Linked DNA regions of Callithrix jacchus: regions 2 and 3 are each linked to region 1. A link is a contact called in public Hi-C data. All regions are on one chromosome and are shown on one strand. Each heading gives the region's core, a stretch centred on a gene start, on an enhancer-like site or on the middle of the called end of the contact. The rest is flanking DNA. Distances are from core to core; before and after follow the strand shown.

Evidence for each region. Hi-C and Micro-C count contacts between places; a contact is called where the count stands out from the background.
Region 2: a contact with region 1 is called in a Hi-C map of skeletal muscle, with 6 times the contacts expected there. The contact joins two enhancer-like sites. A contact is called at or near these places in 3 of 3 Hi-C or Micro-C datasets (induced pluripotent stem cells and skeletal muscle).
Region 3: a Hi-C map of skeletal muscle shows a contact between it and region 1, with 5 times the contacts expected there. The contact joins two enhancer-like sites. A contact is called at or near these places in 2 of 3 Hi-C or Micro-C datasets (both in skeletal muscle).

Annotation. Positions count from the first base shown.
Region 1 is chr15:17,924,585-17,929,515 of calJac240_pri, forward strand. All of the region lies in intron 4 of LOC103788187, which reads right to left. Among named protein-coding and RNA genes, the nearest start is that of TPRG1, 210 kb to the right of the region's middle. Within about 2 kb of position 1,952, at least 14 of the 16 cell types and tissues checked have an H3K27ac peak or open chromatin away from gene starts, as enhancers often do. A contact at or near this core is called in skeletal muscle, where this site is marked.
Region 2 is chr15:17,028,154-17,033,084 of calJac240_pri, forward strand. No RefSeq gene overlaps it. Among named protein-coding and RNA genes, the nearest start is that of LPP, 97 kb to the right of the region's middle. Within about 2 kb of position 3,063, at least 13 of the 16 cell types and tissues checked have an H3K27ac peak or open chromatin away from gene starts, as enhancers often do. A contact at or near this core is called in skeletal muscle, where this site is marked.
Region 3 is chr15:17,330,078-17,335,008 of calJac240_pri, forward strand. LPP (LIM domain containing preferred translocation partner in lipoma) reads left to right here. Exons shown (of 12, transcript XM_078350492.1): 3 at 351-414. Among named protein-coding and RNA genes, the nearest start is that of LPP, 200 kb to the left of the region's middle. Within about 2 kb of position 2,289, at least 1 of the 16 cell types and tissues checked has an H3K27ac peak or open chromatin away from gene starts, as enhancers often do. A contact at or near this core is called in skeletal muscle, where this site is marked.

The DNA.
Region 1 (4,931 bases), core at 702-3,201:
GCTGGATGTAGATACTGGACTTGGAGATTTCGGTTTCTAGAGAACACAACAGCTCTCCATGTCCAGTTTAATACTGCGGATTAGCGTGGGAGTGGCCCCAGACCCACACGGAGAAGAGGCCAATGGCCACAGTGGAGATACTCAGAACACTCCAGGTGTCTGAGGGACCGCAGAGTTATCTCTCTCTATTACGAAGTGGATTTCTACTCCTCCTTGGGGACCAAAGCATGAATACTGGACATAGCCCCACATCGAGGGTGATGAACTTGGTTTTGGCTCCCAAGTAGACCACTCATCAGCAGATGACTGTGAGCAAGTCAATTCTTCCCTCCAAGACTCCATTTCTACAGGGAATCCATAAAATGGGCATAAGACTTTTTACTGTGCTTGTGTGGACTGGATTAGGTCATCAAGTGCATTAAAACTCTTGGTCATGAGCATTAGATGCAGGCAAGATGCTGATGGGGAAGAAACGCCTAGGTTTTGCCCCCTCTGTAGTTCCTCGTGACAGGATTATGCTGACGGAAGACACATCAGGTTGACTCACACATACTGAAATGGTCATAGTTGTTGAGGTTACCCAGTTTCCAGGCCTGAACTAGTAAACCCAGCAATGAGAATCAGTCAGCATTAGCAAGTTTTCCTTGTGTGTGTGGCGGGGAGGGGTGGGGATTGGAGGGAGTGGGTGCTGAACCAGCAAAGGAGGAGGATGCTCATTTGCTAGAGATCCATGCCTGGAAATTAATGGCGTTAAAGTGAGACTTGCTTCAGGTTCCAACCTGGTAAGGCAAATGCAGAGGCTGTTAGGAGCCCGGAACTTTACCTCAGTTATGCACTGAGGCACCACGTGCTCTGGTGCACACCCAGCGCCTCTCCCTGCCTCAGTTTCTCCGTTTGTAGAACAACAGCTTGTAAAGGCCTGGGGATCTTCTCACGCACGGGAGTTTTCTAAGGATGCAGGCAAAAGAGGTAGGAAAAGCCCTCCGTCTCTGTCCCGGGTCTTCCGGCTCAAGGCCTTTTGAACCAATTCCGGAATCCGCCATCGGTTGGTGGTAGGAGAGAGCCAGAGGATTCGTCAGTGACTGTGCGTGCGTGACAGAGGGCTTTTAAATAGATGGCTTTGTATCTAGCACGGTAGCACCTGCTTCTAAGCTTCCAACGGCAGCTCGAGCAACGCGATCATTCAAAAGCGGCCGCTCTCCATTCACGTCTATAATTAGCGCGCAGGCTGCAGCTCCGGCTGGAGCCGCAAAGCGGGGCGGCGCCCTTGGGGGTGGGGCCACCACCTCTTAGCCCCGCCCCCTTGCGGTCCTCCTTCCCCGCCCTTCCCAGCCACGAGCCTCCCGCAGTCTCCTCCCCGCCCCCACTCTCTGTCCTCGCCCTGGTCCTGGGCTTCGCTCTCAGCGCCCCAGTATTCCTGCACGACAGGGCCCAGTCGTACCCTCACTTTGAGATCACTCGTACAGTAAATAAGCACCTTGAAAGATGCATTCCAGGAGGGCAGCTATATTTAGAGTGGCATCCTCCTCTCCTCGTCCCGCCCTCTCCCCTCCCCGCCCCGCTCCCCGATGCCCCTCCCAGCCACCTCTCCCTCTTTGTCGCATTACATAGTAATCTGAGATGCACTGGATGAGCTCCAGGGAACAGAATGTACTTGGCAGAGACGCGGGGCTTGATGTCTGCAAAATGTCGGAAACGCAGCCAAGAGCTGCTAACTGGGTCATTAACCTCCAAAAGCAGAGCGAGGACTGTAAGGCCCGCTCTGCCTCCCTTCATCTCGCCAATGAAAGTGCCTCAGTGTGAGGGCGAAGAAAAAGCCCGAGGTTGGCCGCTTTGATTTCTAGGCAGCAAAGGCAGGCCCATCCTCTCCTCCTGGCCGGGGCCCCAGCCCCTCGGGGCCAGTCCCTGCGCAGCATCAGAGTTTACAAGTGGCCTTTGAAAGGCCCAGCAACCCCGCAGGGCCACGCTTGCGCCTCAGTAAAGAAGTTACCCAGCAGCCCTTCCCTACCGCACAGCTTTGGACCCATTTTCTTGGGTCCAGGACGAGTTAAGGAAGTGGGGGTGAGTAGAGGCGAAAGGAGAGGGTTCCAGGTCCTTCACCTACAGGGAAGGGCTCTGCCATCTCTCTCCTCCTCTGCTTCTCTCCCTCTTATTCCTCCCCTCCTTTTTCTTCTGTCTTTCTTCTTCCTTTCCCTCTTCCACCTCTTTCTGAGAGCAGGCTTTGAGGTAGGTGTATGAATACATGGCTTGGCTCCAGGGGATTTGCATTCCAGTCGCTTGCAGCTCTGTCACTTGCTATGTGACCTTGGGTGAGTCACTTATTTCTCTGCTTTTAAATTTCCTACTTCTTAATTGTTCACCATAATAACACCTTCCTGACACACATCACAAAACAGTGAGGCCAAATGGGAAAGTCTTTCCCTGACCTTCTGGTCTTTCACTCCTCTGAAAGCCCTGAGGTCCAAAGTGCCTCTGGCCTTGTGTGTACTCCCGGAAAATAGGAATATAAATGGTGTCACCAGAAAGATGCAAACGTGTGAACGTTCTCAAGGGGATAACCCCTAAAATCCACCCTCTTCAAGTTTTTGAGCCCTGTGAGGTTGCCAAACAGACACTTCCCCCTACTGTTCCAACCCACTTCTCTGGTGGCTAGAGAGAGAAAGTGTCCAGTACAGAAACCAGAAGAGGTTGTGCAGTTCCTCAAATGAGACTCCCTTCCTTGTTGGACGGAAGACAGTCAGCCTGGTAAGAGTAGCCACAGCCAATGAGATCTGTGTCTGAGCAGCCTCAACAGAAGTGCAGGGTGAGGAGAATGGAGATTTGTGTAGCCACGTTGATGAGAGGAGGAAAGCTGGCTCCTGGTGCTGTCTAGGAAATTAGAATCAAGCCCAGCCTGGCATCAGCACCCTTCCTGCCTCATCTCTCCTTGGTCTTACCACTTTTTCTAAGGCAGCCACATCAGATGGACTCTGCCTGGTCACGGTGCCCCATGGATACCTCCTGTTTTCTTGCCACCTGAACCTTGGCTGAGGCCTCTTAAAATTCTTTTAAAACTCATCGGAATATGATGGCCTCTGTTTGGCTTATCTTTGCCACTCATTCAAATATTTCACATCCCTTGAAACCCAGCTTCGATGCTAACTCCTTTCTCTAGATGCCATTTCTTTCTCCTTCAACTCTTCCTTGGGTCTCAGTACACCCAGTCAGCCTTGGGGTATGCCATCTTTGTGCTTGTTAGATCCCTCTTACGCCGTAGAGATTTCTCTGTGGACACGAACTCCGTTGTTGATCTCAATCCTGATGGCTAAGGTGACTGATTTGCCATGCCAGTTTATGACTTTGTCTTGGTACAATTAGTTTTTAATGGATCCCTCCTTCATCTTGAAGTTTTCGGGTTTGGATGATAAATGACAAGATCACTTTACTGAGGGTCGCTATCCAAGTACACGGTACATTAGTAGGGGCTCAGCAAACGTGGTAAAGTACCTTGAAGGGCATTTAAGGGATCTTTCATACCTAGTTCCCTGGGGCTCTCAGCCCCACCCTTTTCACTTTCTTTCTGGAGGCATGCTACCATTTGCTCCTCTTCTCTTCCTTGGGGGAAGGACTGCAGAATGACCTTACCTCTTCTTTCTAACAAGACTTTCCAGGATTTCAACATGTTCTGACCCAACCAGAAGTCCCTTACCACATCCTACCCCTTCTTCTCAGCCCTAAACAGGAGAACAGCCACTGGATATTGGAAATAGGTATCAGACACTAGAGGAAGGTAAGAACCCAGCTGTACGATGTATCATTTCCAGCCTCAACTGGACTTTTGGCCTGGCCCAACTTCTCTGACAGTCCTACTTTTCAGAATTGCCTCTATTTATATAGTTGCCTTAGGAGAAGGTCACAACTTGGAAAGCCTGAAGCTTCTTTATTTCAACTATGTAGTTAACATTCTAGGTTCTGTTCAGAGGTCAGAAAAGACAAGGTCTCTTGCCCTTTTTCATCACAATAAAAAAAACCTACTCAAAAGTCAGCCTGTTGGGGTGAGCGTTTGTTGACTTTTTAAAAACGATATCAAGCATTTGGAAATAACAGAGGCAAGAAGCCCAGCCCCGTGAATGGAACTCAGGCTCCAGCATAGGAAGCCTGGGTCACCGTCTCCTCTTCTGACTCACTGCTTGCTGAAACATGAATCATATGCCCTTTCTCGGCACTAGGCCTCACCTCCTCCATCGCCCCTATAAAATGGGCATCTTTGCCATTCCTACTGCACAGGAGGGGGCTGACGCTTTCAGACTCCTTGCTAATTACACACAAAAATATTATTAAAAGTAAAAATAAGCCATAGTGTGTTTTTGACTCTCTGAAGAGGCATACATGGAGGGTATGTGAAGCCATTTTCTGATGCTGGGTTAGTTTCTGGACACCCCAGTTCACTGGGAACAGCCTCTCAGAAACTGGGAATGGGCAGGAGAATCCATCTTTAGACAGAGATGGGAACGAGTCTCGTCTGTTTATGTGGGAGCAAGAGACATATGAAGAGATCATCCACCAGCAATCGAGAAGGGGAACATGGAGATTGGAATGGAAACCCAGACAGGGCTATTCTGGGGAGGATGTGATGCCCCACGAGGGTGTTTGGACTCCCTTGAGGGTTATGGGACATCAGTGGAGGTACCTGAGCAGGAGCATGACATGATCCAGTGTGTTTCAGTGACACCCTGTTTGATCGGGGGGCAGAAACTGGAGCTGGGTCTGTCCCCTTGTAAAGAAATGGCAGCTCCCCTCTGTCTGAGCTTGTGTCTCACTTGTTAAATAAATGGGTTAAACAGCAAATTGCTCTAATAGGCTGTGATTCTATAGTGAAGACCATGAGGACGTGTGTGTGTGTGTGCGCGCGCGCCAGGGGAAGAGGTGGAAATGAGGTAATTGCTTCATCA
Region 2 (4,931 bases), core at 1,813-4,312, 900 kb before region 1:
TTCAGTCTTTAGAGTTAAGATAATATCTCACTTGGCTGGGCGGAGTGGCTTATGCCTGTAATCCCAACACTTTGGGAGACCAAGGTGGGTGGATCACTTGAAGTCAGAAGTTCGAGACCAGCCTGGCCAACATGGTGAAACCCCATCTCTACTAAAAATACAAAAATTAGCTGGGCATGGTGGCGTGTGCCTGTAATCCCAGCTACTCAGGAGGCTGATGTAGGAGAATCATTTGAACCCAGAAGGTGAGGTTGCAGTGAGCTGAGATCGCACCACTGTACTCCAGCCTGGGTGGCAAAGTGAGACTGTCTAAAAATAAAAATTTTTTTAAAAGATAATATTTAATCATAAAATGCTAAAGAAGAAGAAGTAAATTTATTGCTATCTAATACAAATTAAAAATTAGCCATAAGCACAACCTATTGGAAGGACAGGGAACAATCAGCTCCTCCAGGACTAGAACTGTATCTCTATGGCCCCTGAGGTCACGGTCTGCATTGTCAAGGAAGAAAAGTTTGGTGGGAAGCAGGATTTGCTACCAAGATGCACATCATCAGCTCCTCAGCTGCAGCCCCCTGTGGCCAGAGGCAGGGGGCCACATGTGAGGATCAAGTTCAGCTCATTCACAATCCTATTGCTGAACTGGTCATGCTGGGCAGTGGGACAGCCAGACCGGCCAGAACCCAGATCCAGAACACAAAGGGAACCTTACTGCTATCCTCCAGAGCACCGTGGATTTTTCTCTGAGGCAAAGAGCTATCCCTCCTCGCTTTCCAGCAAGAGCCCACAGCACTCTACAAAAGCCTCATACTCCCTAGGCATCATGATGCCATGATGGGGGCAGGCATCCAAAAGGAAGGGAAAGAAGTCATGGAAGGGAAAGCCAGGGAGGAGATAACTGCTCTGTTATTGGCAGGTGTGAGGCAAGCATAGATGTCTGAATAGTGAATGCCTTACAAAAGCACAGACTCTCTGAGATGAGATGGGCTCCAAGTGTTTTTACCTTTCAACCCTGGGTGCTTTGTGGGACCCTGCCCGTTCTCCAAGTTCCAAAAAAGGACTGAAGTTCAGGTTTCTTAACCATATCTGAATACAATGACTTGTGCAAGCAAAGCCTCCAAGTGAAAAGAGAACTGAGCTAATGTGGTCAGTCCTACTCCTTTCTGGGGAACGGCCACTGGTTGTTCAAAATGGAGCCAGCCTGTTAAATGCAGCAGTGCTTGAAATCCTGAGACCTAGGTGGCCTCCAGTGCCCAGGAAGGGGCTACAACATCACCAAAGCTCTGCTTCAGGAAGTGGCACTTTCCCGACTTCACCCAACAGGGAAAAGGATGCCTCTCCCTCCTGCACCTGACATCAGATCACAGTTGCTGAACCACTGCCGAGGTCATATCTCTTTCGTGCTTAAAAGCTTTCAGTGGCTGGGCGTGGTGGTTCACACCAGTAATTCCAGCTCTTTGGGAGGCCAAGGTGGGCAGAACATGAGGACAGGAGTTCGAGACCAGCCTGGCCAACATAGTGAAACCCCGTCTCTACTAAAAATACAAAAATTAGCTGGGCCTGGTGACATGCACCTATAATCCCAATTACTCAGGAGGCTGAGGCAGGCAAATCACTTGAATCCAGGAAGCAGAGGTTGTTTTGTCTCAAACAAACAAAAGCAAAGCTTTCAGTGGCTCCTGGCTGCCAATCACTTGAATCTCCTGGTCTCTCTGGCATTTAGTGCCCCCCAAATGTGGTGCTCACCCATTCTCGAAGCACAGCCCCCTCTTCCCCCTGTTGCACTAATCCAGTTGCCCACCTCCCCACCCCCACCAAGTAAGCCCCAAGTTTCCTGCCACCATGTCTTGCTCAGGCTAAATCCTCCCCCTAAAAGCCACTTCCCTACCAGTCTCTCAAAACATCACCTTTTGAACTCTTGGCTTTTATTCACCCTAAATTCCATCTCTTCTGTAAGATCCTCCCTCGTCTACTGCTGTGGACACCTAGTCAAGAGCAATTTCTCCTTACCATCACCTTGGACATCATTCTCTGTTTTCTTAGGGTTCATAACTTTTCTTTCTCTTTTTCTCTTTCTTTCTTTCTCTCCCTTCCTTCCTTCTTTTCTTTCTCTTTCTCTTTCTTTCTTTCCCTTCCTTCCTTCTTTTTTTTTTTTTGAGATGGAGTCTTGCTCTGTCTTTCTTTCAGCAAAGTCTTGCTCTGTCCCTGCCTCAGGCTGGAGTGTTGTGGCATGATCTCAGCTCACTGTAACCTCCGCCTTCCAGGTTCAAGTGATTCTCCTGCCTCAGCCTCCTGAGTAGCTGGGACTACAGGTGCCCACCACCATGCCTGCCTAATTTTTGTATTTTTAGTAGAGACAGGGTTTCACCATGTTGGCCAGGCTGGTCTCAAACTCCTGCCCTCAGGTGATCCACCCACCTCAGCCTCCCAAAGTGCTGTGATTACAGGTGTGAGCCACAGCGCCCGGCCATAACTTTCTTCTTTGCCTTTGGATTATTGTGTGCTCCTGGTAGCTTTGCTCTGGATGGTAAACTCCTTGGAAACAGGAGTTTCTTCTTGCTTTCCCTGACTTGCTTCTCTTGGGTGGGTTGAGGTGTACGTTTGGGATGGACTAACTTGAAGGGCTGAGTCCAGGGTGACGGGGAGTCGGAGGGAGCACCGGTTAGCTGAAGCTCTGCCAGGCTTGCTGTACAAATACTTCAGCTTTAGGTGAGGAGCTGCGCTTCCCTGTAGCTGCAGGGTTTCATGCGCTGGGTCTACGAACAGCCAAAGCAAAAGGCCACACTATGCACCTTTTCTGCTCCTACCGGCAATCTTGAGTTCAGAAAGATCCCTAGGGATTAGTGCTTTAAATCACCCCTCCCCACTCCCTGTAGGAAAAACCTCCTTCCGGGAGCTGACTATTGCTTACTGTCCTTTCCTAAGCTTTCTGTTGCTTGCTGGGCAGGCCGTGTTTTTACCCTGTGCCCATCTCACTCTCCCAGGCCCTCTGGCCTGCCTGGCACAGGTAAGGAATCCGAGGAGAGTCACCCTTCTCCTGAGAGTGTTCCGGTGGCTCCTGCTCTGCCCCTGGGAGGTGGAAAAGGCACCAGCACAAGGCTTCCCCTGCCCACTCCTCTCTTTTTTTGCGCTGGGCCGGGTCGGGTGCTGGGAGTTTTGTGATCACAAGGAAAAGAGATGAGGGTGTCGGGCAGGGAAGGAGGCCAAAGAGCCATCCCCTTATTCATGCATTCTTCAGGAAAAAAGAGAGAATTTGACCTGAGCCTGTTTTCCGAACAATTCGGCATTAAACAGCACGAGGCCTGGGGCTTCGCCAAGTCTTTTGTTTTGTTTTGGTTTTTTCCTTCCCTCCAATCAGCCCCAGGCAATGGGGAGTGGGAGGGCGTGGCGGGGTGGGGGCCGCACGCTCGCTGGGGCTGAGAGGGAATGCTGAGCCTGCAGAAGTGGCCCATTGACAGCTCCTGCTCAAAGCGGAGGGGCGGATGGCACCCCCAGCTGCCCTACCACCACAAGGGCAGCTCTGTCCTGTGGGCACAGGGCTCCGTCCCAGCCCCACTGGCTGGGAGAGAACAACATTTCCTTATAAGGCCCCAGCTGCTTTGCCAAGGCTGGATGGCTCCGACAGACTGTAGCTTTCCATTCTCCTCGCCGGCTCCAGTGCAGTCCTTGAATGTAGCCCTTGTTGTCAGGCTCCTCCTCTCCTCCACAGCCCCCACCTCACCTACTTCCACTCCCTGCCAGAGCCAGCCCCGCTGGAGCAGGATAAACAGCCCAGAGGCCTCTCCCACGCAGGGCCTGCCTCGGTTCAGGCCTGCTGGAGGCAGCACAGGGTAGCAAAAGGAACACCAGAGTCACAGTTTGGGTTGGCCCCGTGCGAAGGGAAGGTCCTTTCCGCATCTGGAAGATGGGGCTCTAATGGCCCTGGGGACCAAATTCTTTGCATTGTATTCAAAGCTCTTCCCAATCAAGATGCAGGTTAACTTCACAGAGTAACTGCCTTTCCACACCTTCACGGCCTGCTTTCCCCTGGCTCTTCCCGTTCCTCCCAAACGCACCTTGCCCACACAGGCCTCCACTACTTCCGTGTTTTTTTCGATCTAGAATTACCCCCATTTATCTGCCTAGGTAACTCATCCTCCAGGCCCCACAGTAAGTATGCCTTCCTCCCCTCCCCAGGGAAACACAAGTCATTTCTTTCACTTTGCTGCTCAACATTAACGTTTGCACCTCTCTTACAGCTTTCTTTTTTTTTTTTTTTTTTTTTTTTTGCAATTGCATTGGTTCCTTTTTACCTGTCTGTTTCCTCTGTCAGAAGATGAGCCCCTCTGGGCTCACAAGTTCTCCTCTTTCTCTATATGTCCCTGAGCTCTCCCACAGTGCCAGACACATAATCCAGCTTCTCAAAAGACCGCTGCATAAATGCCTGAGAACACAGTGTTGCATAAGTTCAAAAGAGACAACTACAGTGCAAATACTTGTAAATTGTAAAGTGCGTGGACCCAGGAAATCTACACCTTTATCTTGCTGCCCTCCATTCCAATTCTACTGTTTGTTACACTGTCACAGCCCTTTTCCCTGTCCATCCAGTTCTGTATCTGGAATTCCAGACTCACTGCAACCCCTCAAGGGGTTAACATCTATCACTAAGCCATTACTCATCTTTGGAATCCCAGTGTTGGATGTTACAGGGAATGTATCCAATTGTTGCCACACTAGAGTCCACAGAGACCCTACAGACACACAGTGGCTACATGGAGAAGCTCTGAGTCCTGCTTTTATCACTTATCCATGCGAGGTTCCCACAGCATTCTGGGGGGGGTGGCGGGTGTGGGGGAAATCTGGTGGCTTTAAAAGTTTGAAGCATACTGATTAATGCAGTCTTAACATAGGACAGTTGAAACAACTGAGCCCCCTAAAGAAAAACAACTTTC
Region 3 (4,931 bases), core at 1,039-3,538, 590 kb before region 1:
CTAAACTGTATAGTCTTGGGCAAATTACTTACCTTCTCTGAACTTCAGTTTCTACAACTATAGATGTGGACAGTAATATTCATTTCATATGGTATTTGTGAGGTTAATCATGAGGATGGTGTTAGCTCCCTTCTCATCCTTTCTGTCCCTCTTTGAGCTTCTGTTCCTTCACCTATGAAGTGAATAGAATCATCCCTTCCTGCTTCTTCATCTGGTTCCTGTGGGGTGAAATGAATGTGAAAATGTTTTGTAAAACAAGAAACCACTATGTAGATATAAAAGGTTGCGACTGTTAATGAATAAAGATAGGCTTATTGTCTGGAAGTAATTTTCACTTATTTCATTTGCAGATACTAGCATTGCAGTTGGCTGAACCTTGTGTCCACTGTGCATTCCAGGAGCCAGCTATCTGAGGTAAGAGAGGAGCAGTGTCTTCATGTTTATGAAACGCTAATAGGCATCTGAACCGGTAATGCTGATTTTACTCCCAATAGAAGAAATACAAAAAGGTACTTTATGAGGAACGGAACTGAAAAATGACCAAGAAACTGAGCTGAACACTCTTTACATTTTTGTCTTTTTGATTTAAGTTTTCCCTTTTAATTCACAGCCCTTAAGGTTTAATACCAAAACCCAAAATCTGGGCCACACAGAAGATTCAGATTTAATGTATATTTTAAGTGTCCATAAAATACAATAGAGTAGAATGTTCTTACCCATTATTTTATTGTATCCTCAACTAGTATGTGGCAGGAGTGCTCTTTACCTGGTTTCCTAGCCCTTGATTAAGTGTGTTTTTCACTATATTATGCTGCCAGTATTACCTGGCTCTGAAGGGGACAAGTATTTCTAGTTGGGTCAGTCAGTGTCTCTTAGCTGCCAAACAAAATAATCTCAAAAAGATAGAATCCAAGACTGCAACAAAAAAATCCTAAGAACACAGAAATTGAGTTAGTCTTTTGAAACCCTGGTTCCGTTGTATCTGAATGCCACTCTACTGGGGGACCAGTGGGAAAGGACATCAGGCTTTGGTAGAAGAATACATTCCTCTTGAGTTTGCCATGAAAATGGAGGCCAATGAAAGAAACAATTTTTAAAGGAAGCATCATGATTGTAAAATTTGCCAGATACAGTTTTTCTCCTATAGTTAACCTGCTGTTATCTGTACCTCCTAACAAGCTCTACTGTGTTTTATGTAATGTTTCAGAAGTCAGCCAAAAAGAGGTGAAGTAGTCAATCTATAGAATAGTAACTCTGTAGAAGATTTAACATCTTTATTTAAAGTACTATACACATGTTTTCTGCTGAGTATTTTGTTAATTCCTTTGGTATATTACACCCACGATCTTGAACTGCAACCATGGCTTTAGTCACACAGACCTTTGAGAAAAATAGAGTCGGTGGGTATTGCCCTGTTATTTGTAGGAATCAGAAAATTTAGAATCGAGAGGAAATTAAGATGTTGGGTTTACATGAATTTGGAAGCTATTATCATATATATAAAATAAGAACACATGTGCAAACAAGGCAGGTTATGTATGGAATATGAAATCTCTATAATTAAGTCCGATATAGCAGCCACTTGTTATTTCGATTTTCTTCTCATTCTTACAAAAAAAAAAAGATCATTGTTATTATTTTATTAATTAATTATTTATTTTTTTCAGGTGGAGTATAAGCTAGTTTACCCAGCAAGTTTTCTTTTTATTTTTAATTTATTAATTTTTAATTTTACTTTAAGTTCTGTGATACATGTGCAGAATATGCAGGTTTGTTACATAGGTGTACATGTGCCTTGGTGGTTTGCTGTGCCCATCAACCCATCATCTAGGTTTTAAGGCCCACATGCATTGGATATTTGTCCTAATACTCTTCCTCCCCTTGTCCCCCAATCCCCTGACCAGCCCCTATGTGTGATGTTCCCCTCTCTGTGTTCATGTGTTGTCATTGTTTAACTCCCACTTATGAGTGAGAGTTGTTTGGAAGCCATCATTCTCAGCAAACTAACACAGGAACAGAGAACACTGTTTTTAAAATATGTAGTAGCAAACAATGTAAGAATGGCTCTTGTGCATCTTTTATTTCTTTCCTAGTCCACAAAATAACCCTGCAAAAACTTCTCCCTAATGTTTTATTTTTATGGATACGTATATCAGGAAAGAATGTAATGTAGATACCTACTATCATAGTTTTTGATGGCTCTGTGAGGCAGAGATCTAACTTGTTCATTTAGAAACTGCAATTATCACACTAACCTTCCCTCTGATGCTAAATATTAATCGAATAAGCTTTGAAAAGTAGTTAACTCTGTTCCCACTGAAACCCATCTTGAAACTATAAAGAGGAGTTTTAAGCAAGCCTTAAAAGGTTAAAAAAAAAGATTACTCTCAAGAAAGATGAATTTTCTCTCTTTCTGTTTTCGTTATATTTCAGAGGTGGGGATGGTGGAAAGGGAATGATAGAAACCTCTCAAGTAACCTTTGGGAGGTGGAGAAATAACTATTCTGAGGGCATGCTGTAGAAATTTAAAATAATCTTGTGGCAATAGTTGGTATCAGTGGCAGTCATGAAGAAAGAATAACAGTTTCAATAAATAATAACAAGACTTGACAGTAAATGTGTCGACAGGTACCCACTTAATGAGCGTAATCATTGTTTTTCTCTGCTCTCAACGTTGATCCACTGACTGCGGTGTGTTCTCTGTCCCATTTCCAAACCAAATCTATTTAAAGCTGCACTCCATGGAATCTGAAACAGTATACCCTGTTGACTATTTCGAGCTGATGCCTAATGTTCTTTAATAGGCAAAATCTGTACTTGAAGGAGAACAGGCTTCTGGCCTCTTGTAGACGGTTGATTATTCCTGTTTCCACAGGGTGATTCATTAGCAAGGATGAATGATACCCAATTAAATCTCATGGGCTTGTCTATATTGCCAGAGTAAATTGTTTATTATAATTCGGTGGAAACAGTCCTAGTCTGCCTTAAATAAAATTAATCAGTTACTGTTTTTTGAAGTGGAGGTAGAGGCAGTGGTATAAGTGAAATTATTTCTGTAGTAACCTGGATAGAATCACATAGTTTTTGGGAGCAAAGCAATATGTTGTGTGTTATGTGCACCAGAAGCCCTGAGAATCCTATTCTAATGCCAGCTGTAATGTCAACTGGCTGTGTCACCTGGGCAAGTTACCTTTCCTAGTTGCACCAGTTGATTATGGCATTACTTCTGGTTAAATGTTCTCTTATATATAATTTTACTATCTAGCCAGTTGCTTTTCTCTCCTGGTACCATGTTTCCAAAATCTCAGGACAGTCCTGTGACTCTACTACACAGCCACCGTGGGAATACAGTTATTCTTTTCCTTAGCTTTTGCTTCTTTTATGTACCAGAAATGCAGTTAATGACTTGTATTCTGTATACTATAAGAATGGGCATTTATACACTGGTAGTCCCTTACCCCAGCAACTTGCAATTCCTCATTAGGGAAGAAAAGCCATCTTCCCCCATGTTCCTTTACTCTGTGACATTGTTCCCTGATCTGGGTCATATTAGAGTATCTGGTAAACATCCCCCTATTGAGACTGTTAGGAGGAAGTGGATGCTTCTTTCATTATTTGATTATTCCAGAGCAAATCATTGGATCTGTAAAGGGAGATCAGAATGTCAAAGCCACAGGGGACTTTGTGACGTAATCTAACCAAATTCTTTCATTTCAGAGATGGAAATTCTGGTGACTGGGAGGGAATCTGATTAGTCTTAAGTGTTGTTGACTGATCTTGGACTAGAATTCTTCTGACTCCCTAGTTGTATCTTTCTTTAAGTAGAGAAATCTTCTATAAACTGTCCTTTCTCTTTTGAGTTTTTAAAACTCCCCTATCCTCTAGGGAAAACCAATTTCATTTTTAGCATTTAAGGACGTGAGATGTCCTTAAAACTCAGATGGACTCCAGGTATCTTTATTAATTTCATGAAGATGTGGCACAGAGGGTTCCGGCTGGCTTCTGCTCTCATGTTTATTAAAAGACTGTGGATTCCCTTGCAGTTCTTCCTGTAAGAGCTTATTTGACACTGACATCATCACTCTCCTCCACCCGCCTCCTGCCCTTTTCTGAACCAGTGAATTATAGGAATCTGAGAGTGAGCTCCTAGCTGGCTGTTTACTGCACATAGTGGGGGAACATTAAAAAAGAGAAGACAGGCCGGGCGCGGTGGCTCAAGCCTGTAATCCCAGCACTTTGGGAGGCCGAGGCGGGTGGATCACCAGGTCAAGAGATCGAGACCATCCTGGTCAACATGGTGAAACCCCGTCTCTACTAAAAATACAAAAAATTAGCTGGGCATGGTGGCGCGTGCCTGTAATCCCAGCTATTCAGGAGACTGAGGCAGGAGTATTGCCTGAACCCAAGAGGAGGAGGTTGTGGTGAGCCAAGATCGCGCCATTGCACTCCAGCCTGGGTAACAAGACCAAAAACTCTGTCTCAGAAAAAAAAAAAAAAAAAAGAGAGAAGACAGATGAGGGATTTAATAAGCAAGAGGGCAGAAAAATCCTAGCCAATGCAATGAAGTCTAGTTCAAGGCCTGCAATTCCCTGTTGCTGCGCTACACAGTATTAATAGCAGCTTCTCTCACTCTTTCAGACCCTTCTCTCTTATTTCAGGCCCTTCTGCCTTATTCTTGTGGGAGTGGGCTAGAACTGGGAAACAGCTAGTATAATCATTGCCAAAATGAAACTCCTATGTACATGGGGACTTCCAGGTCTGGAGAAGAGTGAGAAGAGTGTAGTAATTGTTGTCCATCTGATAGAAGATAACTTAGAGACCACTGGACCTAAGCACTTACCTTGATCCTCCTAGTACTGAAGTTCAAAGAGTAGAAATCATTGCTAAGTCTGAGGTTCAAATCCTGGCTCTAATTAATTTGCTATGAGTTT